Linked DNA regions of Mus musculus: regions 1, 2, 3, 4, 5 and 6 are each linked to region 7. A link is a contact called in public HiCAR-type, HiChIP or PLAC-seq and promoter capture Hi-C data. All regions are on one chromosome and are shown on one strand. The core of a region is the stretch at or near the end of the contact, and the rest is flanking DNA. Distances in the headings are between cores, read along the strand shown.

What was found. HiCAR-type assays count read pairs that join an accessible place to other places. HiChIP or PLAC-seq counts read pairs in DNA pulled down with a chosen protein or histone mark. Capture Hi-C pulls out chosen DNA fragments and counts their contacts.
Region 1: a contact with region 7 is called in an H3K4me3 HiChIP or PLAC-seq map of bone marrow-derived macrophages, with 5 times the contacts expected there. The contact joins the enhancer-like site here to the promoter of Cdca7 in region 7. A contact is called at or near these places in 6 of 39 promoter capture datasets (cranial neural crest, embryonic stem cells, frontonasal cranial neural crest and 3 more) and 8 of 115 datasets of contacts at active chromatin or transcription factors (bone marrow-derived macrophages, embryonic basal ganglia, embryonic forebrain and 5 more).
Region 2: a contact with region 7 is called in a HiCAR-type map of astrocytes, with 4 times the contacts expected there. The contact joins the promoter of Gpr155 here to the promoter of Cdca7 in region 7. A contact is called at or near these places in 19 of 39 promoter capture datasets (the 3T3-L1 cell line, 3T3-L1-derived adipocytes, the C10 cell line and 13 more), 11 of 115 datasets of contacts at active chromatin or transcription factors (T-cell acute lymphoblastic leukemia, astrocytes, embryonic basal ganglia and 5 more) and 3 of 9 other capture datasets (adipose tissue, liver and macrophages).
Region 3: a promoter capture Hi-C map of liver shows a contact between it and region 7, with 2.2 times the contacts expected there. The contact joins the promoter of Dlx2 here to the promoter of Cdca7 in region 7. A contact is called at or near these places in 2 of 39 promoter capture datasets (hippocampal neurons and liver) and 4 of 9 other capture datasets (adipose tissue, embryonic stem cells, embryonic tail and 1 more).
Region 4: an H3K27ac HiChIP or PLAC-seq map of large pre-B cells shows a contact between it and region 7, with 5 times the contacts expected there. The contact joins the enhancer-like site here to the promoter of Cdca7 in region 7. A contact is called at or near these places in 4 of 39 promoter capture datasets (the 3T3-L1 cell line, liver and pre-B cells), 4 of 115 datasets of contacts at active chromatin or transcription factors (astrocytes, embryonic forebrain, embryonic stem cells and 1 more) and 1 of 9 other capture datasets (embryonic stem cells).
Region 5: a contact with region 7 is called in an H3K4me3 HiChIP or PLAC-seq map of the 230-238 cell line, with 8 times the contacts expected there. The contact joins the enhancer-like site here to the promoter of Cdca7 in region 7. A contact is called at or near these places in 14 of 39 promoter capture datasets (the 3T3-L1 cell line, the C10 cell line, HPC-7-derived erythroid cells and 8 more), 12 of 115 datasets of contacts at active chromatin or transcription factors (the 230-238 cell line, T-cell acute lymphoblastic leukemia, astrocytes and 7 more) and 1 of 9 other capture datasets (adipose tissue).
Region 6: an H3K4me3 HiChIP or PLAC-seq map of pro-B cells shows a contact between it and region 7, with 2.9 times the contacts expected there. The contact joins the enhancer-like site here to the promoter of Cdca7 in region 7. A contact is called at or near these places in 7 of 39 promoter capture datasets (the 3T3-L1 cell line, the C10 cell line, the HPC-7 cell line and 4 more) and 6 of 115 datasets of contacts at active chromatin or transcription factors (embryonic limb bud, embryonic stem cells, large pre-B cells and 2 more).

Annotation. Positions count from the first base shown.
Region 1 is chr2:73,336,806-73,340,146 of GRCm38.p6, forward strand. Scrn3 (secernin 3) reads left to right here. Exons shown (of 8, transcript NM_029022.1): 8 at 1-1,002. Among named protein-coding and RNA genes, the nearest start is that of Gm13709, 19 kb to the right of the region's middle. Within about 2 kb of position 1,611, at least 6 of the 459 cell types and tissues checked have an H3K27ac peak or open chromatin away from gene starts, as enhancers often do. A contact at or near this core is called in bone marrow-derived macrophages, where this site is marked.
Region 2 is chr2:73,384,777-73,388,196 of GRCm38.p6, forward strand. Gpr155 (G protein-coupled receptor 155) reads right to left here and starts at 1,704. Exons shown (of 17, transcript NM_001190297.2): 1 at 1,489-1,704. It overlaps Gm13707 (a long non-coding RNA gene), which reads left to right and starts at 2,074. Exons shown (of 9, transcript XR_866430.3): 1 at 2,074-2,580.
Region 3 is chr2:71,544,682-71,548,056 of GRCm38.p6, forward strand. It overlaps Dlx2 (distal-less homeobox 2), which reads right to left and starts at 2,073. Exons shown (of 3, transcript NM_010054.2): 1 at 1,303-2,073; 2 at 703-887; 3 at 1-243. The coding sequence starts at 1,711.
Region 4 is chr2:73,364,374-73,368,164 of GRCm38.p6, forward strand. Gpr155 (G protein-coupled receptor 155) reads right to left here. Exons shown (of 17, transcript NM_001190297.2): 8 at 3,108-3,225. It overlaps Gm13709 (a long non-coding RNA gene), which reads left to right. Exons shown (of 4, transcript XR_866433.3): 2 at 3,574-3,671. Among named protein-coding and RNA genes, the nearest start is that of Gm13709, 9.0 kb to the left of the region's middle. Within about 2 kb of position 2,123, at least 10 of the 459 cell types and tissues checked have an H3K27ac peak or open chromatin away from gene starts, as enhancers often do.
Region 5 is chr2:73,402,126-73,405,565 of GRCm38.p6, forward strand. The region is part of intron 2 of Gm13707 (a long non-coding RNA gene); the gene reads left to right. Among named protein-coding and RNA genes, the nearest start is that of Gm13707, 17 kb to the left of the region's middle. Within about 2 kb of position 2,141, at least 17 of the 459 cell types and tissues checked have an H3K27ac peak or open chromatin away from gene starts, as enhancers often do. A contact at or near this core is called in the 230-238 cell line, where this site is marked.
Region 6 is chr2:73,458,979-73,462,530 of GRCm38.p6, forward strand. All of the region lies in intron 1 of Wipf1 (WAS/WASL interacting protein family, member 1), which reads right to left. Among named protein-coding and RNA genes, the nearest start is that of Wipf1, 69 kb to the right of the region's middle. Within about 2 kb of position 1,358, at least 36 of the 459 cell types and tissues checked have an H3K27ac peak or open chromatin away from gene starts, as enhancers often do. A contact at or near this core is called in pro-B cells, where this site is marked.
Region 7 is chr2:72,474,712-72,478,325 of GRCm38.p6, forward strand. Cdca7 (cell division cycle associated 7) reads left to right here and starts at 1,508. Exons shown (of 9, transcript NM_025866.3): 1 at 1,508-1,600. The coding sequence starts at 1,580.

The DNA of each region.
Region 1 (3,341 bases), core at 361-2,860, 860 kb after region 7:
ATGGCATTTGATACTGAGTTTCTTTTCATATGCTTATTTCCCATTTGTATACCTTCTTTGCTGAGGTGTGTAGATCTTGGCCATGCTTTTTATTTACTTATCTTACTAAGGAGTTTAAACTTTTTTCTCTAATTTAAAATGTTGATTTCATGTGTATGAGTGTTTTGCCTCCATGTATATCTGTATGAAGCACATGCCTGGTGCCCTCAGAGGGTGTGAGATCCTCTTGAACTGGAGTTATAGATGGCTGTGAGCCATCGTGTGGGTGCTGGGGACCAAACCCAGATCCTGTGCAAGAGCAAGCACTCTTACCCCTGAGCCATCTCTCCAGCTCCTCCCAGCACTCAAGTCTAAACCTCTTAAGAGCTCATTGTTCTTAGGGTAAAGTCCTTAACAAACGGCAGCAACAGATACTCAGGTTCATCATCTTGGCCTCCCTTTCTTAGGAGTAGTTCTTTTTAGTCTTAGAACTTGCTGAGTGAGTGTCTTAGGCGTTTCCCTTCCATAGAATCAAGATTATATGTGGCTCCAAATTAGTCATACATTTAATTATTTCATAGTGGAATAGAAGTTCCATGAAAGCTCATTGTTCAGTATTATATTTGGATGCTTTGATATTATATAATATTTGCTAAATGAACATTCAAATACCAGTGGAAAGAATTTAGGGAAGTGGGATATCATTTGAGATGTAAATGAATGGAATGATTAATAAAAAAAAGAATTTAAACAGGTCTTTCTACAGAAATGTAAGGTTGAATAAATTAGCTAGCTAATTTATCTGTATAACTCAGTAGCCACTGAAATTTCAAACCCAAAAAATACAAGGATTATATGGATATGTGAGTTAACTTGTAGAGATTTTCACTGCAGGATACTCATTGTGGGATACTCAGTGTGGATACTCAGGTTGGTAGTTAATGCCTTGGAGTATATTTTAGAAATTTTAATGTTTTGTTAAATTTCATCTGTTGTAAAAATAAAAAGTAATAAACTTATTTTACATAAATTGATTCATTTGATCTTTGATAAAAATATGTTTATATATTAAGCTCCAAAACATTTCCTTAAAAATAATTGTACAGAATGAAATTTTGGAAACAGTGTTTCTTTTTGTAAAAGTTGTTTTGTTTGTTTGTTTGTTTGTTTGTTTGTTTTGAGACAGGGTTTCTCTGGATAGTGCTGGCTGTCCTAGAACTTGGCTCTGTAGACCAGGTTGGCCTTAAGACTCAAAAGATCCACCTCCCTCTGCCTCCCAAGTACTGAGATTAAAGGCATGGCCACCACTGGATGGCTACTTCTAAACAGTATTTTACAAAATATTTTTACACTGCTGGGCCATGCCTTCCTTTAATTTCAGCACTTAGGAGGCAGAGGCAGGTGGATCTCTGCGTTGGATGCCAGCTTGGTCTACAGAGTGAGTTCCAGGACAGCCAGGGCTACACAGAGAAACCCTGGAACAACAGGTTTTATCACAGTGATCATGGAAATATAAAGCCCATCTTTCCTTGAAGAACGCTAAGATCTTATGAGCATGGACTGTGCTTCCAGCACCGCCCGTCATCTGAGCACGGATGCCCAATTTTACAAAGTACTTCTAAAAGTTGTTTACTGGCCACGGCCTGATTACTCCAAACTGCAGAACCAGGTCATGAGATCGCCCCAGGAAACTCACTTAAGCTTTGTCGTGACTTCAGAGTGTCCCGGGACTGAAACCTAGCAGAATCGTCGGCAATCCAGCAATTGATGGCAGCAGATGCAAAGTTCCACAGCCAAGCATTAGGCAGAGCTTACAGAGTCCTGCAGAGGAGGAGGAGGGGGAGGGAGAGGGGAAGGAGAAAGAGGAAGGATCCAGAGAGCTGGAGAAAGGAGAACCAGAGGGTCAGGGCCACCATGAGAACAGAATCAACTGACTGAGGCTTATGGGGGCTCTCGGAGATCAGGGAGCCTGTCGGGATCTGCATTTATGTTATGGGTAATTAGCTTGGTGTTCTTGTGGGAATTCTAAGATTAGGAGCTCTCTCTGACTCTTGCCTACTTGTGGGATCAGACTTAGATTTTTCAAAACCTACTTTAACTAGGGCTCTTTTTTTTTAAAAAACTAGGGTTCTTCCCCACTTTCTCCTCTATAAGTTTCAGTGTCTCTGGTTTTATGTGGAGTTCCTTGATACACTTAGATTTGACCTTAGTACAAGGAGATAGGAATGGATCAATTCTCATTCTTCTACATGATAACCATCAGTTGTGCCAGCACCATTTGTTGAAAATGCTGTCTTTTTTCCACTGGATGGGGAAAAGCCTCGAAGATATGGGCACAGGGGAAAAATTCCTGAATAGAACAGCAATGGCTTGTGCTGTAAGATTGAGAATTGACAAATGGGACCTCATAAAACTGCAAAGCTTCTGTAAGGCAAAAGACACCGTCAATAAGACAAAAAGGCCACCAACAGATTGGGAAAGGATCTTTACCTATCCTAAATCAGATAGGGGACTAATATCCAATATATATAAAGAACTCAAGAAGGTGGACTCCAGAAAATCAAATAACCCCATTAAAAAATGGGGCTCAGAACTGAACAAAGAATTCTCACCTGAGGAATACCGAATGGCAGAGAAGCACCTGAAAAAATGTTCAACATCCTTAATCATCAGGGAAATGCAAATCAAAACAACCCTGAGATTCCACCTCATACCAGTCAGAATGGCTAAGATCAAAAATTCAGGTGACAGCAGATGCTGGCGAGGATGTGGAAAAAGAGGAACACTCCTCCATTGTTGGTAGGATTGCAAGCTTCTACAACCACTCTGGAAATCAGTCTGGTGGTTCCTCAGAAAATTGGATATAGTACTACCGGAGGATCCCACAATACCTCTCCTGGGCATATATCCAGAAGATGTTCCAACTGGTAAGAAAGACACATGCTCCACTATGTTCATAGCAGTCTTATTTATAATAGCCAGAAGCTGGAAAGAACCCAGATGCCCCTCAACAGAGGAATGGATAAAAAAAATGTGGTACATTTACACAATGGAGTACTACTCAGCTATTAAGAAGAATGAATTTATGAAATTCCTAGGCAAATGGATGGACCTGGAGGGCATCATCCTGAGTGAGGTAACCAAATCACAAAAGAACTCAAATGATATATACTCACTGATAAGTGGACATTAGCCCAGAAACTTAGAATACCCACGATATAAGATACAATTTGCGAAAAAACATGAAACTAAAGAAGAACGAAGACCAAAGTGTGGACACTTTGCCCCTTCTTAGAATTGGGAACAAAACACCCATGGAAGGTGTTACAGAGACAAAGTTTGGAGCTGAGACAAAAGGATGG
Region 2 (3,420 bases), core at 454-2,953, 910 kb after region 7:
GACTGCAGACCTAATGATAATGATTAAAACGGTAACAAGGTAAACAGCATTCATTGTCACAAGTAGCTATACAAACATGCCTAATATTAAAGATCCTCAATAGTAGACATACTAGATATTCCACAAAGTTACGAGTTTAGAATGTGTTATGAAGTTACCAGCCTCTGTTTCATACCCAGCAATTAAGAGTTGAATTGAGTTTGATCTTAAGTGGCTATTGACAGTGAAGGTGATGGCCAAGAGGTTTAACAACTTCCAGGTTCAACTTCCAATTAACTGAAAATTAAATGAAACTTTTTAAAAGTAATCTGTCCTTTTCCCCCTTTCAATTTTTCCAGTGTTATAAACAGTTCCCGAGGCAAATGAAAGTTAAAATGACTTCTAGTCTGACATAATGTCACACACCTGTAATCACAGCACTAGTGAGGCAGAGGCAGGAAGACCATGGGTTCAAGCCCAGCTACAAAGAAAAGCCAGCCAGGACTTAAATTAGCAGCTGTCTCAAAATAAGGAAGGGAGAAAAAAAAAAACTAAAAATAACTCTGAAGTTTTATCTCATACCATTTTAAACATGAAAACAAAACAAAACGAAAAACCGCTTCTTATGCACATTTTAAGATTAACAAGAACCACAACAAAGGAAGTTTTAAAAATGTCATCCAGTCCTTTAAACTACAAAAACAAGACTTGTTGCAGAACAAACAAGTTGTCCTATCACTGGAAAAGCCAATTCACTGGGCCAGACACTAGAAAACGAAGTATACAAACCATCTAGTCGCATTACATCTGACTTAGATAACATGACCAAAGCACTGAAATTGTAGGTTAAATGCTATTAAGTTCAAATGTGCTGCAGTACTGACTTGAAAGAAAAAGCTTTAAACTGAGGCTGTTCTCTTCTCAAACACTCCTATCCTTTAGACAGGAGAAAAGCCTAATGCCTTGCAGCACTATAAAAAGCACTCTTCAACATCAACAGGCACTCCAGTCACTGCCTTTTCCCTTGTCAATCTGCAGGATCAGACTTTGGCCCGCCAAGATAAGGAGTGCAGAGTCCCTGACCAAATAGATGATACCGAGGGCAGCTGACACCCGTGGAAGTGGAAAGCCAGGGCATGGGAGTCACAACGTCAGGTGCTCCGTAAAGAAGTATGGGAGAAAATTTGGCGCAAAGATCCCGAGGTGCTCAGGAGGGGCAGACACGAAGGCCACCTTGGGCTAAAGTAAAAAGTCCGAGATGACAATGTGAGCACACGTGCAACGGGGTGCTTCGCACCCTGGGGACCGCAGCTCTGGCACCAGAGGGGACAAGTCGTCCCTTGTGAGCAGACCATCTCCAGTGTTCCCGCAGGTTTCAGGCGCAGGCTCTGTGGAGCAGAGGCGGACAGGCGCAGCAGCTAGCCGAGGCGCCAGGGCAGCCTGGCGCTGCCCACTGGTCCGGACCCCAGGGGCAGGGGCCATTGCAAACGCAACTGGGGCTCATCTCACCTGCTAGGTCTGCAGCTCCGGCTGCAAGGAGAAGGAAGCCGATGCTCACAGAGGGCCAAGCAGCGAGCACACCGCCGTCATCTCCCGCCCCGAACCCTCTTGTAGCGGCGTGTGCCAGCGGCAGATGCCCAACCACGTTCCGAGAAAGGGAGGGGTGAGCCGCTGCGGTCCTGTCAGCTACCTTAGGCGTCTGCAGCCCGGTGCCTCCTCCCCGCCTCCGCCCCGCCTTCAGGCTCCGCCCCTGGCCTGGAGGTCAGAGAAGCCGGTCTCCATTCTGCCGTGAGGCCCCGCCCCCAAGCTCAGGACATGGCCCCGCCCCGCCCAAGGCCCCGCCTCCAGCATGGAGGTCCGCGTTTCAAATCTCCACCCCGCCGTCAGGCCACACCCCTAAGCTCCAGTGCTACACTGCACTCCGCCCTGGGGCTCCACCCCAAGGCCCCGCCCCTAGCCAGAAGGCCCGAATGCGGGTCTCCACCTCGCCTTTAGGCCCCGCCCCCAAGGACAAGCGACACCGCTCCACCCCCGGTGCCCGAGGCCACACAGCCCAGTCCCTGCCCTTATGCTTCGCCTCCGCCAAAGCCACTTGGCCGCCGGTCTCCCGTAGCTGTACTTCCGGCTTTTCTCTTCCCACAAGATGGCGGCCGGGTGGGGATTGGCAGTATTGGTTTCCTCCGCCTCTGCTCAGACTCAGGAAGGCCTGTCATCATTTCGGTTAACCTCAGCTTCCAGTAATCCTGTCAATTCCTCTCCTGGTTAGCCTCGTCATTGCATAGTATAGAGTTATAAATGCAAGGATGTGAGTTCAAACCCTGCCTTCTACCTTTCCCAAGCTAGCATGATCTTGACCTTCCTAAATCAAAAGAGATTAAAATATAAGCTTTAGTTGTGTGCTTGATTTAGAATACATTGCCAGCAGCGACTGCTTCTTTTTCTGTTGTGGAGGAACTCTGGCTGTATGCTCTTAGTTTACAGACAGGAATCTCCTAGTATTCTCGGAAGTCTACTGGGGCTTCTCGAAGTCAACGTGTGAAAATGAAGACATTTTCTGAAACAAAAAATATTTCTAATTTAAAGCCTGATCTCAGTGATTTTGTAAGTATTTCTTAAAAAGAAATCTTGCTTTGCAAATTTTACTGTTTTGTCTGGCCACTACTATGTCCTATTAATCTGTGCAGTTTTAGTACAAAGTACAGTACTATTTGCACCTTTAAATTAAGTTACTATATGGTTTACTAAGAAAATAAAAGCCGGGAAGGGAGATGGGATGGGGGAAGGGGGTTCCGAGGGAAAATGAGGAAAGGGGATAAAATTTGAAATGTAAATAAAGAAAATATGTAATAAAAAATGGGAAAAAAAAAGAAAAGAAAAGCCAAGAGCTGGCTTAAGGATATGAAGCCTAAGGAAAGGTGAGCAGAATTGAAACTATTTTTTAAAATGTAGCTTACTCCCTTTTGGTTCATTTTTTGTCTTTCTCACTTTTAACTATTAACCTAACTGCAAAAAAAAAAAAAAAAAAAAAAACAATACATCTGTTATCTCAAGGCTAAATGGATTCCTGCCTTGAAACTATGAACATTAGTCAAACTAAATATTTAGTGAACTTTGACTTTTAAAGGATTATTGAAAGACAGGCCTAGAAAGGAAAGTTAAGGCCAACCTGTAGGAGTTCCTTGTGTTAGCTTAGCTTAGTTTATCCTCTGACAGCACAGTAAGATTGGTACAATTTCCCCACACTGGAACATGTCAGTGGATTTTGTGCCTTATGATCTGGAAGCCTTCCCAGGATAAGTGGAGAGATGAAAGGCAGAAAGGACAGTATGGTGACTTTGGGACTAGCCAAGACAAGGAAATAACCTACTCTGGGCTAATGGTAGTACAAATGGAGTAAGTTTGAGGGGTGTTACAGAAGAACTGTAGAGCCGGACAGCTGAG
Region 3 (3,375 bases), core at 823-3,322, 930 kb before region 7:
CAGAAAGGCCGAGGCGGCGCTGCTCGGGCTGGAGCCAGAGCTGCCCGCACCGCCGCCTCCGCTGCCCGGGCCGCCGCCAGCCATCCGCTGCGGCGCGCCGAAGTCCCAGGATGCTGGCGCCGAGACCGGCGGGGAGGCACAAGGAGGAGAAGCGCTGGCTCCAGGGTGCTGCTCGGTGGGTATCTCGCCGCTTTTCCACATCTTCTTGAACTTGGATCGGCGGTTCTGGAACCAGATTTTGACCTTTGTAGAAAAAAAGGAAAAGCCCTGAGCTTTAGTACAGGAACCTGGGCAGGAGGTTGGTGGAGTGGAGACGGCGGGCGAGCAGACCTGGGCTCTGGGCCTCCGCTGCTTCTAGCTACATTGGGGGGATCTCAAAATGCTGATGGATGAGCTCTAAGTATGTGACCAAGGTTCTGGGTAGTGCGGTGTCAGGTCAGTTATGGAACCCGCTTTAGCAGCAGCGAGTGGAAAGGCGTTGTAGTGTGGGATTTCTGTCCACCCGGGTCATTTTCTTTCCTCCCATGCGGCTGCCCCCTTTGAAAAAAATTTCTTATTTTGTTTGTTTGTTTGTTTTAAGCATTGGGCCTAGAAGTTTACTTTGCCCGGAATAAAAAAGCACAGGTGAAAATATACTTTTGAAAAGTTGTTCCGGACGTGCCCGCTTCCTAGAGAAAGCAGGCCATCTCCCACCTTGCTCACCTGAGTTTGGGTGAGGCCCAGGGACGCCGCCAGCTCGGCTCGCTCTGGCAGGGCCAGATACTGGGTCTTCTGGAAGCGTCGTTGAAGGGCCGCCAGCTGGAAACTGGAGTAGATGGTGCGTGGTTTCCGGACTTTCTTTGGCTTCCCGTTCACTATTCGGATTTCAGGCTCAAGGTCTTCCTTGTCTGCAACGAAAAGTGAGTGGTGAGCACCCACCGTCCAACCCCGCGGTCCTAAAGTTCGGAGCGGAGGCCTTTAGAGACTTGAGGAGGCCTTCCCAACTTCAGCACGCGCCGACTGGCCTGGCCACGGAACCCTGCAAGGGACCCGGGGGAGCTGTGCAAGAGAGAAAGAAGAGGCGGGCAGCAAAGCTATGCGCTACCCACAGCATGCCAACTGGCCCAACCGCCCACCGACTCTGTCCCCCGGAGCGTGGAGAGGCAGAAACTGCGATTCGCGTGCAGTTGGAGATTGGGCAGAGTTCAGGGCGGGAGCAAGAGATGCACAGAGTGCAAGGCTAGAGCTCCGGACTGCCCCCCACCCCATGCTTACCCGGTCCCTCCCCGTGACTTGGGCACCCTAGATGCTTGCGATGCTTACCCGGCTCGTTGTTGACCGGAGACGAACTGGTGCCGTAGGGCGCGTAGGAGGTGTACGCGGCGGTGTAGCCCAGGTCGTAGCTGCTTTTGGCGGAGTAGGAGACATTGTTGAGGCCGCTGGCGTGGTACTGGTAGGAGCCCATGTGCGCGTAGGGCGAGGCCCCCCCGCCGCCGCCGCCCGCCGGGTGCTGCTGGTTGGTGTAGTAGCTGCTGTCCGTAGCCGTGGACACCGGGAGGGTTGGCGACTCCTGGGGCTTGTGCAGGCTGCTGTTGCTGCTGCTGCTGTTGCTGTTGCCGCCAGGGCCGGCGCCCGCACCGCTCGGGGGCTGCTGGTGCTGGTGGTACGTGCTGGAGGCGGTGATCTGGGTCGAGTGCATATCAGCCACCAGACTGTCAAAGACTCCAGTCATCCTGACCCGGGACAGGAAAGAGCACGGGTGGCGGGCGAGAGGGGGATGCGAGGCGCCTCCTCTGTCTATCTCTCCGGGTCCCTTCCAGCAACCAATGTAATTACGGGGAGGGGGAGGGAGAGGAAAACAAGAAATGAGGCTACGGTCTAGGCGCCTCCTCCCCTGGAGGAGGCGATCACCGTGCGTGGCTCGGGACCGCAGCTGCTGGCCGCATCCTTCCCGGGCCTCTCGGACCTCTCGGCTCCTGGCCCGGCTCGGGCGGGGGGCGGGCAATGGAGGGGGCAAGAGCGGTCAGACCCGGTAGGGGCTCCAGGAGGCGGGAGCAGGTGAGCGACCCCCGAGCAGCTTTACGATTGTCTGCCGGGCAGGCTCCTGCAGGGTGGGCATTTAACACTTATCACGTGACCGCGGGCAACGTCACCTAGCAACAGCCAATCAGAAGGAATGAGCCGCGGGGCGCCGGGAGTCCGCGACCGGGCGGCCCCGGGACCCGCGTGTCACGTGGCGGGCAAGGCGGCCGCGGTGGGTGCGTGTACAAGCACTGCAGAAAGTGGGTACCCGATCTGGAGCTGGATAGGGTGCGGGATGGCCCGCAACAGGACATAAGGCTCCGGGAAAGAAATGGGGTCTCCCACCTTACTCTGCTTTCAAGAGCCAAGTCTAACGATTTACATCTCTTGTCCAACTTCGCCTTAATCAAATAAAGCCAGGAAGAGGGCCGAGCCAGCTCTGTCTCCTTTTTCTCCAGATACTTTTCCTCGAGGTGCCTGGCTCGCACTACTCTTGTCAGCCACTTTGCACCTGACGGGCAATTGATTTAAATTATCCATAAACCGCGTATAATAACCTATGCTTCCCAAACTACCCACAGAGATATTACGACAATTAATTGGATAATGTTTAACGTTTTTCCTTTTTGCTTGAGAGAAGAGCTCTATAAGCCCAAAGGTATTATTACTAGTAATGTATTTGAAATCACTTTTCCTCATACACATAAAGGTCTCTAGTAATGACGCACATCTGAGCCACTAGCTGGAAACTGATTCTGAGGTTCCCTCCTTGGGAAAGGTAGGCCAGACTAGACAGCCTTCAAAGTCGTTTGCATTGGTGTTTTTATGAAAAGGGGAATGAAAAAAAAAAAGAGATACTGAAGTAATATTAGAGATTTATCAAGATTCATTATCACACGTTTTCTTGATATAAACAATAAATATAAGAAGTTTTATTTTGTCTACTTTATTTTACATTTTCGTGTTCTAGGATCTTACTCCACTGTTGTAATTTCTTTCTCTAGGTTTCTTTCTTTATTTTTATTTTTCTTCTTTCTTTCTTTCTTTCTTTCTTTCTTTCTTTCTTTCTTTCTTTCTTTCTTTCTTTCTTTCTTTCTTCCTTCCTTCCTTCCTCTCTCTCTCTCTCTCTCTCTCTTTCTTTCTTTCTTTCTTTCTTTCTTTCTTTCTTTCTTTCTTTCTTTCTTTCTTTCTTTCTTTCTTTCTTTCTTTCTTTCTTTCTTTCTTTTCCAAGTGATGAGTTCCCCTCTCTGGTGGTTGGGATTTTCAAAAGAAGGGTGATGGATGGACTCAGCGCAGTGATGGACTCTCAAGTTTGAAGATTGCGGTAGCGCCTGCTTTGTGGCGCCACCTGGTGGACAGTGTAGGAGGTTGTTA
Region 4 (3,791 bases), core at 873-3,372, 890 kb after region 7:
TGCTTTGGTGACTTTATTGGGCTGGTTTTTGAGAAGCCTGGCTGACCTGATGCTCTTACTCTACTTCCCAAGTCCTGGAGTTGCAAGTGTGCACCACCATGCTTTTACATTTTCCTCCTTACAAATAAATGTTGTTTGAAGCATTTTTTCCTATTAAAAATCTTTGGTGTTTTCTTTCCTAGAATCATTTCTTTACTCGAATCTTTGTTTCACTGAAGGATTTCTTTTTAAAAGCCGTAGCGACTCATGGTTGTCGCTTGTTTCTTTCCACTTAGGTGATTAGAATCCAAGTAGCATTCCAAGTTCAGTGTATACAGACATTTCTCAGAGTGATTCCATTTTGTTGGTGCTAAGAAGTGTAAATATTTCTTACCCCAGGTTGGGTTTTGGAAAATGCCTCAAATGTAGGGCTGATGCTTCATAAAAATATGATACACACTTAATACAACTGTGGCACAAACCTAATACAGACATAAATATTTCAAGTTTGTTTATTTGTTTTGTTCTTGATCCTCCTGCCTCAGCCTTCTAGGCGCTGAAGTGATAGTCATGCTCCACCACACCCAGCTTGTTTCAAGTTCTCACTTATACGTGTGGCACTTAGTAAGTTCCATAAGGCTACAGAATCTGAGGACTTCAGGAAGAAGCAACATCTATTTCAAATTAACACTTTAATTTCGTAGGTAAGGGGGGGGGACGACAAGGGCTTGACTGAGTTGCACAGCATGGGGCAGAGTGGTGTAGAGAGGCCACCTTTTGAGAAACATGAGGTAAAGTTCTGAAACTCTCCTGGGTTCATATGACGTACTTTTCAGGATCTGGTAATAATATGTCTATAAGAAAATTTCAGTCTTTTTGACGTCTTCAATGATAGTCACCTCTGTGTCCACCATATAATTAAGTAGTCCTGTTCTTCAGAACTTAGATTTCGACTTACAGATTAAGTTTGAGCCAAGTGAAGGACAACTGATGTTATGGCTTACAGTCCAATGAGGGCTCTCTAGCAGTCTGGAGAGAGGTAGTGAGATAACCAGCCCAAAACCCTGTCTGTGGAAGTAACTGGCACTAACCTTAAACAAACAAACAAACAAAAAAGAAAGCAAACAAAGAAAAAACCAGCCTGGGGAATTCTGATGTACATTTTAATCTGTGAGCTCCCGTAGGAAATTAAGATCCTTCCTTGTACTTTAACACTTTCAGTTAGAATTAACATAAGTGGGCACCGATCACTAACGTTTTAAACGAGAATTAACATAAACAGATGCCTAGGTCCTTGTGCAGGGTTTGGGTCTCCTACTCTGTGAAGAACTGCAGCTGTCCGACGACAGCCTGGCACCCCTTGCTGGGGTTGCTGAGAAGATCGGCTTGAGTCCATTCAGCTCTTTGGGCTTTCGTAATTTACAACATGAAATATTCAAACGGCACCAGCACGAAGGTGGAGAAGATGACCATTAATACATTTAATGTATATTTGAAAGTGTTTAACTAGTGCATAAAGTTTGGGCCTTCACTGACTTAGGACTTAGCTGAAGTGTTAAAAAAAAGCAATAGGTTTAAAGGGAGAACAAAGCAGGCAGCTATGCAGGAGGGCAGAAATGGTAAAGATAATTTATAAACCAATCTGAAAATGACTGGACATTAGATTTTCAAATACACTGAATGGCTCTATAATTTTGTCTTTTTTGGTTGTGAGCCTGGCCTTGAACAAGTGAGCTATAAAATTGTGCTGTATTTATAATAATCTGATGATCACAGGTCACCTTCACTGCACCAGTAAACTCCTAAGTTCTTTAGATTGATCTCAGCATGTATGTTTGAAGGTCTGGGAGGTAGCTGGGGCTTTGTGACAGATGGATCTATTCGTTCTTCTATTACTCTCATTACATATTCCATCTGAGTAAATGTAAGTAGACATCAGTTCGGGCCGCCTATACTTGGGATTTACAGTCTCTAGGATCTTTTAGCTTGACATCTCATGATAAGCCTCATGCTATGAGAGGTATACTTGCTCAAAGAAGCACAAGCCATCTTCTGTTGGCTGTGAACCAGTCATGTGGCGATCCCTCCCCAGAGCACTGCTTCACTTCAAAAGGCTCAGACAGGACACGCTTTTGATCCTTAGGGCATGAAATCAAAGGTCTTCCCCCTGACAGTCACTTCCTGGCCCTTGCTTATTAACCACTGTACAATGTCCCTTCTGGTAGCATTTTACAATTTCAAGTTTGTGGTAGGAACACAACATTTAGACAGTGCATTTCACAAACATACCATATTGTCTGCTTCTAAGTGAAAATCTAATTCCAAAATAATAATTTTGGAGCCAATTGAAAAGAATATCCTTTCTCATTGGGTCCTCTATTTTTACATTAAAATTTTATTTGACTTTATAGGAGTTTGCTTGCATGCATATCTGTGCACTGCCTGCATGACTGGTGCCCATGGAGACCAGTAAAGGCCTTTGGATCCCCGGGAACTAGGGTAACAGATGGTGTGAGCCTCCACATGGGTGCTGGGAATCAAACCTAGGTCCTCAGGAGCAGTCAGTGCTCTTAACCACTGAGCCATTTCTCCAGCTCTCCACATCCTTTTTCTAACTTACTTTTCTCGTTCTTATATGGCCTCGTTCCCTCTCTTGAACAACTAATAGATTTCCATTCACTGAGTGTCTGCTATATACCAATCATAAATATCCATACTTCATATCATCCTCAGAGTATCTCTGTAACGTGCTGCAAGCCAGCTTTAGGAGAAATGAAACAGGTGACCCAAAGGTAGTTAATTTGTAAGAGGCAAAACCACAGTTTGCCATTCCATAGGACCCCAGCAGTGAGCTCTGAGACACATCTCTTCTCTGCCCTTTTGCACCTGGTGTCTTCAAGGGGAAACTAGGCTGACATGGGCCTAAAGCTAATGAGCTGGACAGAAATAGTGTACTCAGCAGGTAATTCAGCTTTGCAGATATAATATGTGTGTGTGTGTGTGTGTGTGTGTGTCTGTGTGTTTGTGTGTGTCTGTGCTATCAAGACTCCAAATTGATCAGTAGATGCTGAGGTCTTTTAGAGAGGGGATGGGACAGACTTTAGCAGTCTTTTTATGAGCCAACTTACCTGTCCACAGATAGGTGCTGTACAGGGAGCTGTACAATAAAACAAACACCAAAATTTGTCCAACAAAATTTTTTTCTTTAACAAAATTCCATATCATCATTCCAGCACAAACAATAGTCTAAAGAAAAAAATTATTGAAAGATTTTTATAATAGCTAAAAGTAAATCATATGACTTAATACCATAACAAACTATTGATCTAATCAAACCCATTAAAGTTTTATTCACAGAAAATAATCATTCTTTTAAAACTATTGCTGATTATCAACTATTTATTGGTTTCACTAAAATTTCAAGCTTTATGACTAAAAACCCGTTTTCCATAGAGCCTTTAATGATGTACATATTAAATGAAAATAAAGACTATAAGTTTTAGCCTTAGATTTAATAGGCAATGTTAAACTTCTTTCCATTATGGCCACATGCTGGGGAGTAAGTTCTGAGTTCTCTTTGTGTTATTGTTTCAGTCGCCGAGACAGTCTTACTCAGACTGATGTCACTTGGCCACACTTCTGCTTCTGCCTCCTAAGTGTTCAGAATTATAAGTGGGAGTCACCACACTCAGGTAAGAGTTCATTTTTTAATGATTCACTTGTTTGTATTTTTAAAATGCAAAGTTGACATTGATTGCCATTATTAATGTCAAATTTTAAGACATGTTATAATATTTAACATATAAGCACTA
Region 5 (3,440 bases), core at 891-3,390, 930 kb after region 7:
CTTTCTTAGACTATTTCGGATGAACCTGGATGGCCACACCCTTCATCTTGAGGAGAGGTACACAAGGTTGGGGACATGGGGCAACAGTGCCCAGACAAGTTGCTATTGCTTCTTGGAATCCAGGAGTGTCCAGACTTGGCACCAGGCTCCCATCTATTCAGTGACTTCCTGATGATCAAACCATGAAAGTCCCTTGTGCTTAAATTATCCAGAACTCGTTCCTATCACTGTATCCAAAGAGTCAGATTTACTCGAATCTAAGATGTTTCCTAGTCTTGCCGCTGTTTTGCATATTTAGCTCTGAGTTATGACACCTTGAATTTACTATTGCATGAGATATTACTTTCAGGATGTCAATGTCATCCTAAACCTACAAATTAATGCAATTACAAGACATCATATTAGCACGATTATTATTTATAATCCATCTTGTTCCCAAAGAATTTCATTGTGTTGAATTATCCTAGAAAGCTACAGCAATGAAAAGTACATTTAAAATAAGGGATAACAGAGAGAAGGGGGGGAAGAGGAGAGGAGAGGAGAGGAGAGGAGAGGAGAGGAGAGGAGAGGAGAGGAGAGGAGAGGAGAGGAGAGGAGAGGAGAGGAGAGGAGAGGAGAGGAGAGAAAGTAAGAAAGAGCCACTGGAGACCCTAACACATAAGACTCTTCCTATGCTAGCTCCACAACAGGTACAGGTAAGATGCTACATTGGGGCTGCAGGCTACACTTGTTGCCATGGTACCCGGCAACATTTTTTCTTTTAATATACTTTAAATAGGAACTGTTTCAACTGGCATTTGTGCTAAAAGCTTACAATCTCTGTACATTAAAGTGGGACCAGGAGATCATTAAGCAAGTGGCCTAGTGAACTGACTACTGAACTACACAAAAGAATATATGTGCCTCAAGTCTTTGTTAGTGCTGTAAGATGGTGAAACTCTAGAAACATCTGCTGTTTCCGTTCCGTTCCATTTCCTCCCCTCCCCCCTTTTTTTGTTAATAGAACACAGAAATCCTTTAAGCTGTAATGCTTTCTTTTAAATTAAGGATGACTTATTTTGCTCTCTACAGTGGATGGACATCGGAAACCTATTTTGCAACTCATTATTACAAATTGAAATATTGCAAATGGAAGAGGGCAGTCATTAAGAACACAAGCCTGTAGTGAACCTCGGTGTAAATCAAACATTATTTTTCATTTTATTATTTTACTGATGAAGGGTTTCCATATATTAGAGACGTTAGTTCCCTCTTGCAGTTCTCATAAAGCGAAACCCAGATTTTAAATGCAAACACTGCATAAAGATATCGCTCATACATAGTAACACAGTAAACACAATCATAAGATACTGATCTTCATTATTGTAATGATGATTTTCCCATTTTAATATTTATTGCTCCCCACCACCACCTTATCCAAAAAGGAGCTAAGGCAACTATTGAACACATCACAAGTGCCATCTAGTGCTTTCTTTGAAAATAACATTTTCCCACTTCAAAAGGGAGAAAGAACACTCAAGATGCTGAACGCCCCTAGTCCAGAGAGGGGTGGAACAGTTATTTCCTAAAAGTGGGTCTGTCTGTTTCCGGTCACAAAAGCTTTTGGGCAGAATGTAGAAATAGGAGTCAAGGAAGTAGAGTCAGTAGAGTCATTCGGCTCTCCGGGTACTGCTGGGGCATCCACAGGTGTAAACAGCTACATAGAGGACGTCGAAGGAAGGAGAACATGCAAGGCGTTTGATGAAGAACTCGGCACTGCTTTCAGAATTTCTTCCAGCTCACGACTTCCGTCACTATTTTGTGTAGTCCCACCCCCACGCTCCCATCCCCCACCCCTGACCCCCGCTCTTCATCTTTACTGTACTGGGACATCTCACCAGCACCACGAGGTGCCTACTGCAGACCCAGTGCTTCTGTGGAGGAAACACACATGAGCCTTAGTCTCTGCTATCGAGGGAACCAGGTAAGTCTTCACCCCAAACCTCAGACACATCCCCACCCTTCTGCAGGCGCCTCCGGGGTTGTTTTCTCCCGTCTGCTGTGGGTTCATTTTCCTCCTCCTCCCTGGAGAGTACCACAGCCTCACCCTTGGCTGAAAAGCTGCCTCCAGCTCTCCTTCCTTTGCCTAAAGAGTTCTCAGGGCTCATCAGACTGTGGTTAGGGATCTGAGCCTGGCTCCCAGGACCTTCCAACAATCACTCAAACTGTTCAGAACAAGTCTCTCACTGCCCCTACCCCTTCCAAGACCAAACCTCAAACCTCATACTAGAGAGCAAGCTATCGTTCCTATCTTAAATTGCAGGATTGCCTTCGGGTGGCTTTTAAATGTTGTTTGGGGTGGCACTTTGCTTTTGGTTTTCGGGGTTTGTTGTGTCTTTTGGCCATTTTCCTTTATAACATGTGTACCGTTTCCCAGATGTCTCTTCGCATCTGGTCACTCTGTCGCTAATTCCTCTCCTCCAGGAGTCCGTTCTCACCTCAGGCGTGCAGTTGCCACACTGAGTCAGACTGAAACTCCTTGCTTTGTGGTATGCTTAGCTGTCTCCTGGCTCTCGGCTCCTCCTTTCTAGGCCTTTTGTTTTGCTACAGAACACTTTCAAACGACTTCCCCAAACACGCATGTGTCTGAAGCCCCTTTCTGAGGACTTTCTGGCTTCCAAGCAGGCTACACAAGAGCTGGGGCCTTGTGGCCTTCTCACAAGGGGCTCTGGTAGAAGTCCTGCAGCCATTAGACTGATGTTTTTGGAAGCAGGGTGACTATTTCTATTTTACCCAATCAAATCCAAACTGTAGGCTTGGATTTTTCTCTAACCCTACTTTATTTAGGATTCTTGAACTCGTCAACGCTTCCTTCTAGCCCACCAACTAGAGGTTGGGGAGAAAGAAGGTTAGTAGGAAGCGGGGTTGTGGACCTGTTTAGAAGTAGTTCCTTGGGGGGGGGATTCCACCCTTCACTGTCAGGATATCAGCAGTCCAGTCCAATAGCAAACACCAAACACGAACTGCATCTCGATCCAGCAGAAACTGCAAGGCTCCGCTGAATTGGCATGAGTCAGCAGAGGCAGCCAGAAGCAGCTGGAATACCACAAGAAGTTCTTTGACGAGTTTCTCTCTACGCAGTGAAGATCAGAGAAGCCTCACGTGGCATCACAGTGTAAGAACAACCTCTCACTGTCTGTGGGGTTCCATTTAGACTCTTCCCAAACATCACACACTCTCTCAAGCATCTGCTCCAGCAAAACATCACATGCCCTCCCACGTGTCTGCTTCAGCAAAACATCCTCTCACAAGACAGTTTCCAGAAACACACACACACACACACACACACACACACACACACACACGACATAGTTGAGTTTCCAAAGAAACTAGAAATTTCCACTTCACCAAACACTCCATTTTCTGTTTCTAAAATTAAGCCCCACCCCTTGGCATTCTAT
Region 6 (3,552 bases), core at 108-2,607, 980 kb after region 7:
GGTGAGAAGGTAATGAGACGCCTTACTTACTAACACAGATGGCTCAGGCCTGGTGGGTGGGGCCCGCCTTTTGCATTGTCTACTTCTCTGCCAGGATGACCCTTAATATACACGCTCAATCTACTGTCACTCCTGGGCCAGGCTTAACTCACCCAGATCCAACTCTGGGCTAGAGCTATAAACTCCCAAGAAGACGTCATCATGTTTGAAGCCATTTCTGAAATGCGGGCATTGACTAGGCATTTTTGGGCACGCGGCCAGTGACATCAAGTCTTCTCCCTCCTGGAGTCATAATATTAATAACTTCAGTCCTGGAGGTGACTCCGCAGCTGGGAGATGCTATGGTAGACAGTTTCGGTTTAGACACTCAAAAGAAATCCATGGGCTCAAAGCCTCGGTGGCTTCTCAATGATAGCAAGTGAAGTCTAAGTTCCTCCATGCTGAGCGAGGCTGTGGGGGCCGACCCTCCCCTGCCAGCGTCACCAGGACTTGCTTCTCCTGCCCTTCCTGCCTTCTCTGTGTTCTCCCTCTTCTGAGCCTGCTGAATTCTCCCCTAAGTGCGCTCCTTTCTTGGCTGTCCACCTCACTCACGGCAGGCATTATTGACACAGTCTGCTTCCCCCGATACAGTGGCCACTATGGCTGAGGGCAGGGACTTTGTCTTGTCTATCACTGTCTTCTCAGCTGTTCCAAACAGTAACTGACACACCACAGAGCTTATAAAACACACGAGAAAGGGCACCGGGGGACCTCCCAGCTCCAGGTTAGAACATCACTCATCTTATTTCTTTGTAGGAAAAAAAATGTTTTTTGTTGTTGTTGGTTTTTTTTTTTTTTTTTTTTTTTTTTGTAAATGGAAAGCCCATGCCTGTGCCCTTTGAGAGCACCCTCTTGTTTTCAGTAATGTCATAAAACTGTGAAAATTTTCCAGTTGATCACCAACTTCCAGCACAAGTGTCTCCAGGGGAAACCCATACAAAACAGAGAATGGTTTCTTACAGCCCAAGGAGCAAACTACTGGAAAGTCCCCCTCCGCATCCTGCCATGTCTGGTCTCTGCACATATACCAGGAGTTGCTACTGACATGTGGCTAAACACACATTCCTTTTGGTTGCCTATTGATGGTTTGAAGACCGAATAAGGCCCTTACAGTTATTTCTAGGATGAGGATAATGGGCCTCTAGGTTCTTGCCAGCCTTCTCTGTAGCCCAGAGTTACTCCATGCCTTCTCTTGGAGGACAGAGCCATAAAGGCAGAGAAAGCCTTCCCTGGAATCCCAGGGACTAGGGTCTGACATCATGTCTCTAAACACTGCAGGAGAAGCACACTGACCCGAGATGCCCCTTGGAGTCCTCTGGCTGCTCGTGAGCCAGGCTTGGCTGGTGATGTCTCCTGAGAGAGGCTGACCCAGCTGCTCTGTGAAGACAGGAAACGGGGGAACATCTGCAGGTCCAATAATGAGTGGCTTTCCTGGGACAGTTTGCACTGTACCATATGAAAGACTATCCCATTCAGCACAGAACTGTCCCCTTCACAAGTTCTACTAGATACTTATGTAGGTGGGAAAATGCATATAGAGATCTTATACAGGACCTTAACTCCAGTGCATATGTAAATATAAAGTAAGTACATATGTTCCTTGACTTACAAGGTTGCAGTTAGACACAACAATGGTGTGACTACAAATAGCAGACACATATTGTGTGCCTCAAGAAGTTATAGGAAGGATTTGGGCGTTTTCATCATAAACAAATGGTGTTTGAGGAGAGACATGTCTAAATGATTTAAACATTACAGATATCTAGACATCTTTCCATTAATATGTATCTGTTAGAATGTTTTATGTATCAGTTCGAAAATATACTTTAAAGAAGAGTTGTAAATTACATGCAATCAACTAAACATCCCAGCTTAGAAACTAAATCTGCGGTGGCTCGTCGCTTGCTTCCCCTCACCCTTCAGAGGCTATCAGTGGGTTTGCTGCCATATCCAGGACTGTACCCAGGAGACTGGCAGTCAGAGCATGGTCGATGTTCTGGAAACATTGGTTGCACCTCCTTGCCTGACTTTCCAGAAATATAAATATTCCATCAGTGAAAAGGGTTCCTTTGTTCAGGTTGGGAGGGAAATGAGAAAGTTGTCAGAATAAAAAAAAAGAAAAAAGAAAAAAGAAAAAAGAATCAACGCTAACAACAAGGGTGGGGGGAAGCTGGGGGTGGGGGAGGGGTGCTGGAGAGATGGCTCAGAGGTCAAGAGCCCTGACTGGTCTCCCAGAGGTTCTAAGTTCAATTCCCAGCAACCACATAGTGGCTCATAACCATCTGTAATGGGGATTTGATGCCCTCTTCTGGTGTGTCTGAAGACAGGGACAGTGTACTCATATACATAAAATAAATTTAGGGCCTGGAGAGATGGCTTAGTGGTTAAGAGCACTGACAGCTCTTCCAAAGGTCCTGGGTTCAAATCCCAGCAACCACATGGTGGCTTATAACCATCTGTAATGGGGATCCGATGCCCTCTTCTGGTGTGTCTGAAGTGCACTTCCATATAATAAGTCAATAAATCTTTTTTTTTTAAAAAGAACTTCATAAAATAAATTTAAAAAATAATAAAGCTGGCTGGTAGTGGTGGTACACGCCTTTAATCCCAGCACTTGGGAGGCAAAGGAAGGCGGATTTCTGAGTTCGAGACCAGCCTGGTCTACAGAGTGAGTTCCGGGATAGCCAGGGCTACACAGAGAAACCCTGTCTCGAAAAACAAACAAACAAACAAACAAACAAATAATAATAATAATAAAGCTGAGATGTTATAAAGGGATGGTAGGAAACCACGTTGCCCGACAGCAACCATTACACGTGGGTTGACCAGAACCACAGCACGCACAGGGGTCACAGCAACGCTGCAGAAAAAGGACTTCTCCAAGGGCATCTGCCCAGTATCTTCCAGCCTCAACTGAAGCTACTCTTGTTATCAACCACAGTGGCCAGAATATTGTTTCAAAATATCTGATATTGATCCTCACTTTGGGCTTTGAAGGCTCTGCCTTCAAAACCCTTTGACCACACCCACAGTTCACTATCACAACCCACCCCCCCTTCAGTGGTCTGTTATTCTCAAATAAATATCAGTTATTGTTCTGAGAATCTGTCCTTGTTTTAAAAAAAAGTTTGATGAGATTTTTATCAAAAGCTTGTCACCACTTTTAGCAAACAGTGTGCCCAAGGCCGCTGATAACCAGTCTCTAAAGTCTCTAACTAGAGTTCATTACAGAGGTCGCTGTGGAATCCACAGAGAATCCACACACAGATGCAGAGGCCTGACCACTGGCTCTGTGTGTTGTGCCTCCTCTCCCACCCAAGATGATGTACTTGATCACATCCAAACTAAAGTTAGCCAGGTAGTAGTGGAGCAGGCCTTTAATCCTAGCACTCGGGAGGCAGTGGGCAGATCTCTGAGGTCAAGGCAAGTCTGGTCTACAGAGTGAGTTCCAGGAACAAAGGGGTTGCCACCCACAAGTTGAGAAACATACCTTAGATGCTCCTTCCTCTTTAA
Region 7 (3,614 bases), core at 258-2,757:
CACACAAGCACAGAAGTGAAAACTTTAAGGAAACAACATGCACACGTCCTGGGCTCACATTGGATTTCGTTGAAAAAGAAATGCAGGAGCACAGAGAGACAAGCCTGTTCCAAGAAGAGTAAAAATGCTCAGTGTAGAACATTACCCAGGCAAAGTGGCCCGGATGCCCCCTTCGTTCTGTGACCTCACATGGTCAGTTCTACTTGCACAAACCATATTCACAAGAACATTGTACTAAGGACAATTTTAGGTCTCCATCCACATACTTATTCATCCAACAAGTGTTGGTTGAACTCCTGGCTGCTACCAGGAATTTTGCCAAACAAATCAATTAGCTGCTTCTCTTGATGCCTAAGTTGGAGACTGGAGTTCTTTGTCTCTAGCACAGAGGGAGGGTGACCCCTGGGCAGCTCCTTCCAATCCATTGTCTTCCTCGGTTATTTATGTCTTTATGGTCAGTACCTAGAGAGGTGTGTGTGTGTGTGTGTGTGTGTGTGTGTGTGTGTTGCGCATGCTCTCTTCACAGAAAAGGACTGTGGCAACATCAATACTAAGAGAAAAGTTTTGAAATAAGGGGGAATGCTTACACTTCAAGAAATGTTTTAAATCTATGATTATAATTAAAGCTCTTTTAAAAAGCACCCAAGGTTTTTCGGTCGTTGCTGTTTGGGTTTTTTTTTTTCCCCCTGTGTTTTACTCTTTAAAAACAGGGGAGCCTCGTTTCATCCCTGTGCCGGTCTTAGTGAGAAGGGCTATAAGAAAGAAAGAAAGAAAGAAAGAAAGAAAGAAAGAAAGAAAGAAAGAAAGAAAGAAAGAAAGATCTTCTAACTAGCTCTGGTTGTTCCCAATTTTGCCTGGAGAAAAATGGACAATCCACAGTGTAATCGCCTGCAGCTTTTATCTCCGAAAGATAAAGCTCTAAAGACTTTTACCCTTCGGAGAGGCTTTACTCAACTGAAGGGCTATTTTTAAACCCACGCCGGAATCTTTCTTGAAGCAACAGGACTTAACTGGTCTATTGACTACATATAGATAGTGGTGTGGTTGCTAGATAAGAGGTGCTATGCTCTCAGATATTTGTGGGTGGTATCCCCGTTCTGTTCTTTAACATTTTTAAGAGATTAAACTACAGCGAAAGTGTGAACGCAGTAAGAGGCTCTACCAGCCTTACAATCTCCCGTTTTGTATGCAAATCAGACGGCCAGTCTCAGGACCTCGGCAGCCACTTTCGCGCCACTTCCCAGGACCGCGCAGCTTCATAAAAAGCCAGTGGCACTGAGTTCCCACAACGCCACTGTTTCATAGAACATTCAGCAGTTTCCGAGGACACTCAAGGTTATTACAACCACGAGAACCGCTTCTATTTTTTTCCAGAGCTGGGACGCTTCGGGTACCGCTAAAGAGGTCATCTTAGCTGGCAGGACCTGCGTCCCGGCGCGGGAAAGCCGGTGGCCCCGCCCCTCCGGCGGCGGAGTGCGCGCCCCGCCTCTGTCCCGGAGCTCGGGTTGTTCGGGCTCTGAGTGCTGGTGTGTTCCGACGAACTATCCCCGTTCCGAGTGCCTGGGTACCCGCCGCCAACATGGAGGCTCGCCGCGCGCGGGTGAGGCCCGGCCGGGTGCACCGGGGCGGGGTTGGTGGGTGCTAGACACGGGCGGGTCCGGGCCACTTCCCTCCGACTCCGCGGGTTAGCTCCGCTCACTTGTCCCACGCGCTCCTGATTGTCGCCAGGTTGAGGGAAATCACAGATCGATTTTCTTATAATCTTTGCACCCAGGATAACTCAAGGCCAAGGTGATGCGCCCGCCGGCGCGCACGGAGTTGCCAGCGTTCCCGGAACCTGCGGCACGGGCGCTCATGCTCCACGTGCGCGCGGAGGCCTGGGACTCGCCGCTGGCCATCCTGTCTGGCGGTCGTATCCCAGCCTTCCACCTTCTGGGACCTCACCCTGCACGACCCGCTGGCGGCGAGTGCGTTGTTACCTACGCGTGCACTAGTGGCCCTGGGATCGATCCTCTTTTGCTCTGCGTCCCCTTCTAACCACTCTGGATCTGCGGGTTTAGCGTAGATGGCCTTGTGAGCATTTCTTGAGAACTTGGGTTGTGCACGTGGGGGGAGGTATTGTTTTAGTCCTAGGCTGTGGTCAGATGCAATTTTGGGGCCCAGCGATGCAAGTCGTGTGCCGCGACCGTTTAGTAACCTTCCCTGCGTCCCCCAACTCCCCACCCGTCCCACCCTTTTCTTCCCGGCTTGCAGCTGCGAGCTGGAACGTAACTCTTTTTGCTCCAACGGAAGCCAGAACTTATGTCCTGCCCTGGAGTGGGTTGAAGAGTGGGGGGATGGGCGGAAAGGAAGACAGTGACGTGCTTCAAATAAATATCGGGTTCGGGGGCCCTTGTGGCGAGGTCTGAGTGGGTAGACGGAGTCGTGGTCTCATAGCGGATCTCCGCGCGTGGGGAAATGGGCTTGGAGTTTGGCTTGCCTTGGTGCATATTTGGACACCTGACTGGAGGAATCGACTTCACCTCTCCGCACTTCAGTTTTCTTACTTATTTAAGTGATGGTAACGTCGCTGCAAAGAATTAAGCGAACATCAGTACCAAATCTGCCGTCAAAGAACACTCACCGTAAACAGAATTAAGAGTTACATCTGCCAAAAAAGTTCACCCCAGGCACGACCTTTGGCTCTCCTTTTTTGTGTGTCTTTTCCATCGAAGACATACTTGCCTGGTGAATGACTGACCGTTGGCCTGTCCTGGCTTGTTAAAGATTAGCCTCTTTTCCTGATGGCTTTTGATTGACTGCCTCCCCTGAGGCTGACATGGAGTTAAATTGATTAGTAGAGTGTAGAGAATTAAAGTCATTTAAGGAGCTGTGTGCCGTTTTGGGGATTTCTTAGTTCTTTGCATTTTGTTGCACCTTATTGCCTTGGACTTCCTCTACCAGAAACCTGGGCAGACTTTTGAATCCCTTTTAACTCCTAACTCTCCACCCACCGCCTCGAACTACTGTTGTAAATACAATATTTGGTAGCTCTCTCGAATACCACACATTGCTGCCATTAGGATATCAGAAGCATACACAAATGGTTGATTGGTGTCTACTTAGGAACATGATGTGGAGGCTGGGCCACCAACATCTTGGAAATCATTTTATTGTATCCGAGAGACTGAAATGTAATGTGTTAGGTGCGGAAGGAAGTCTTTCCCAACATCTAGGCATTTTCTGTTCCCTAACACCCTTGGGCACTCTGGTGGGGCTGGCCCAACTTGGGTCAATAAGAAATGGCCAAATAGGCTGTCCTGGTTACATTTTCTAGTGGACAGTACAAGGCTGTAAGCTAAAATGAATGGAGTTTTTTCATAATTCCGACTAACTTGACCTTTATTTGCTAGAAATGCTTACTGTTGACTTCTACCACAGGTCTTAGAATTCTCAAGCCTTCTGGGGGCCATGAGAAAGCTGTATGGAGCCCATGGTCAGAGAGTTCCTATGGAATCCAGTCTTCAACCTGGCCTAGGAGTGTTAGTTGACCTCTGACTTGGCTTCTTGTACTATGTATTTTCGGGCTGATAACCCTTGATTTGTAAAGACTGCAAAACCTCCATGCCCCTCTC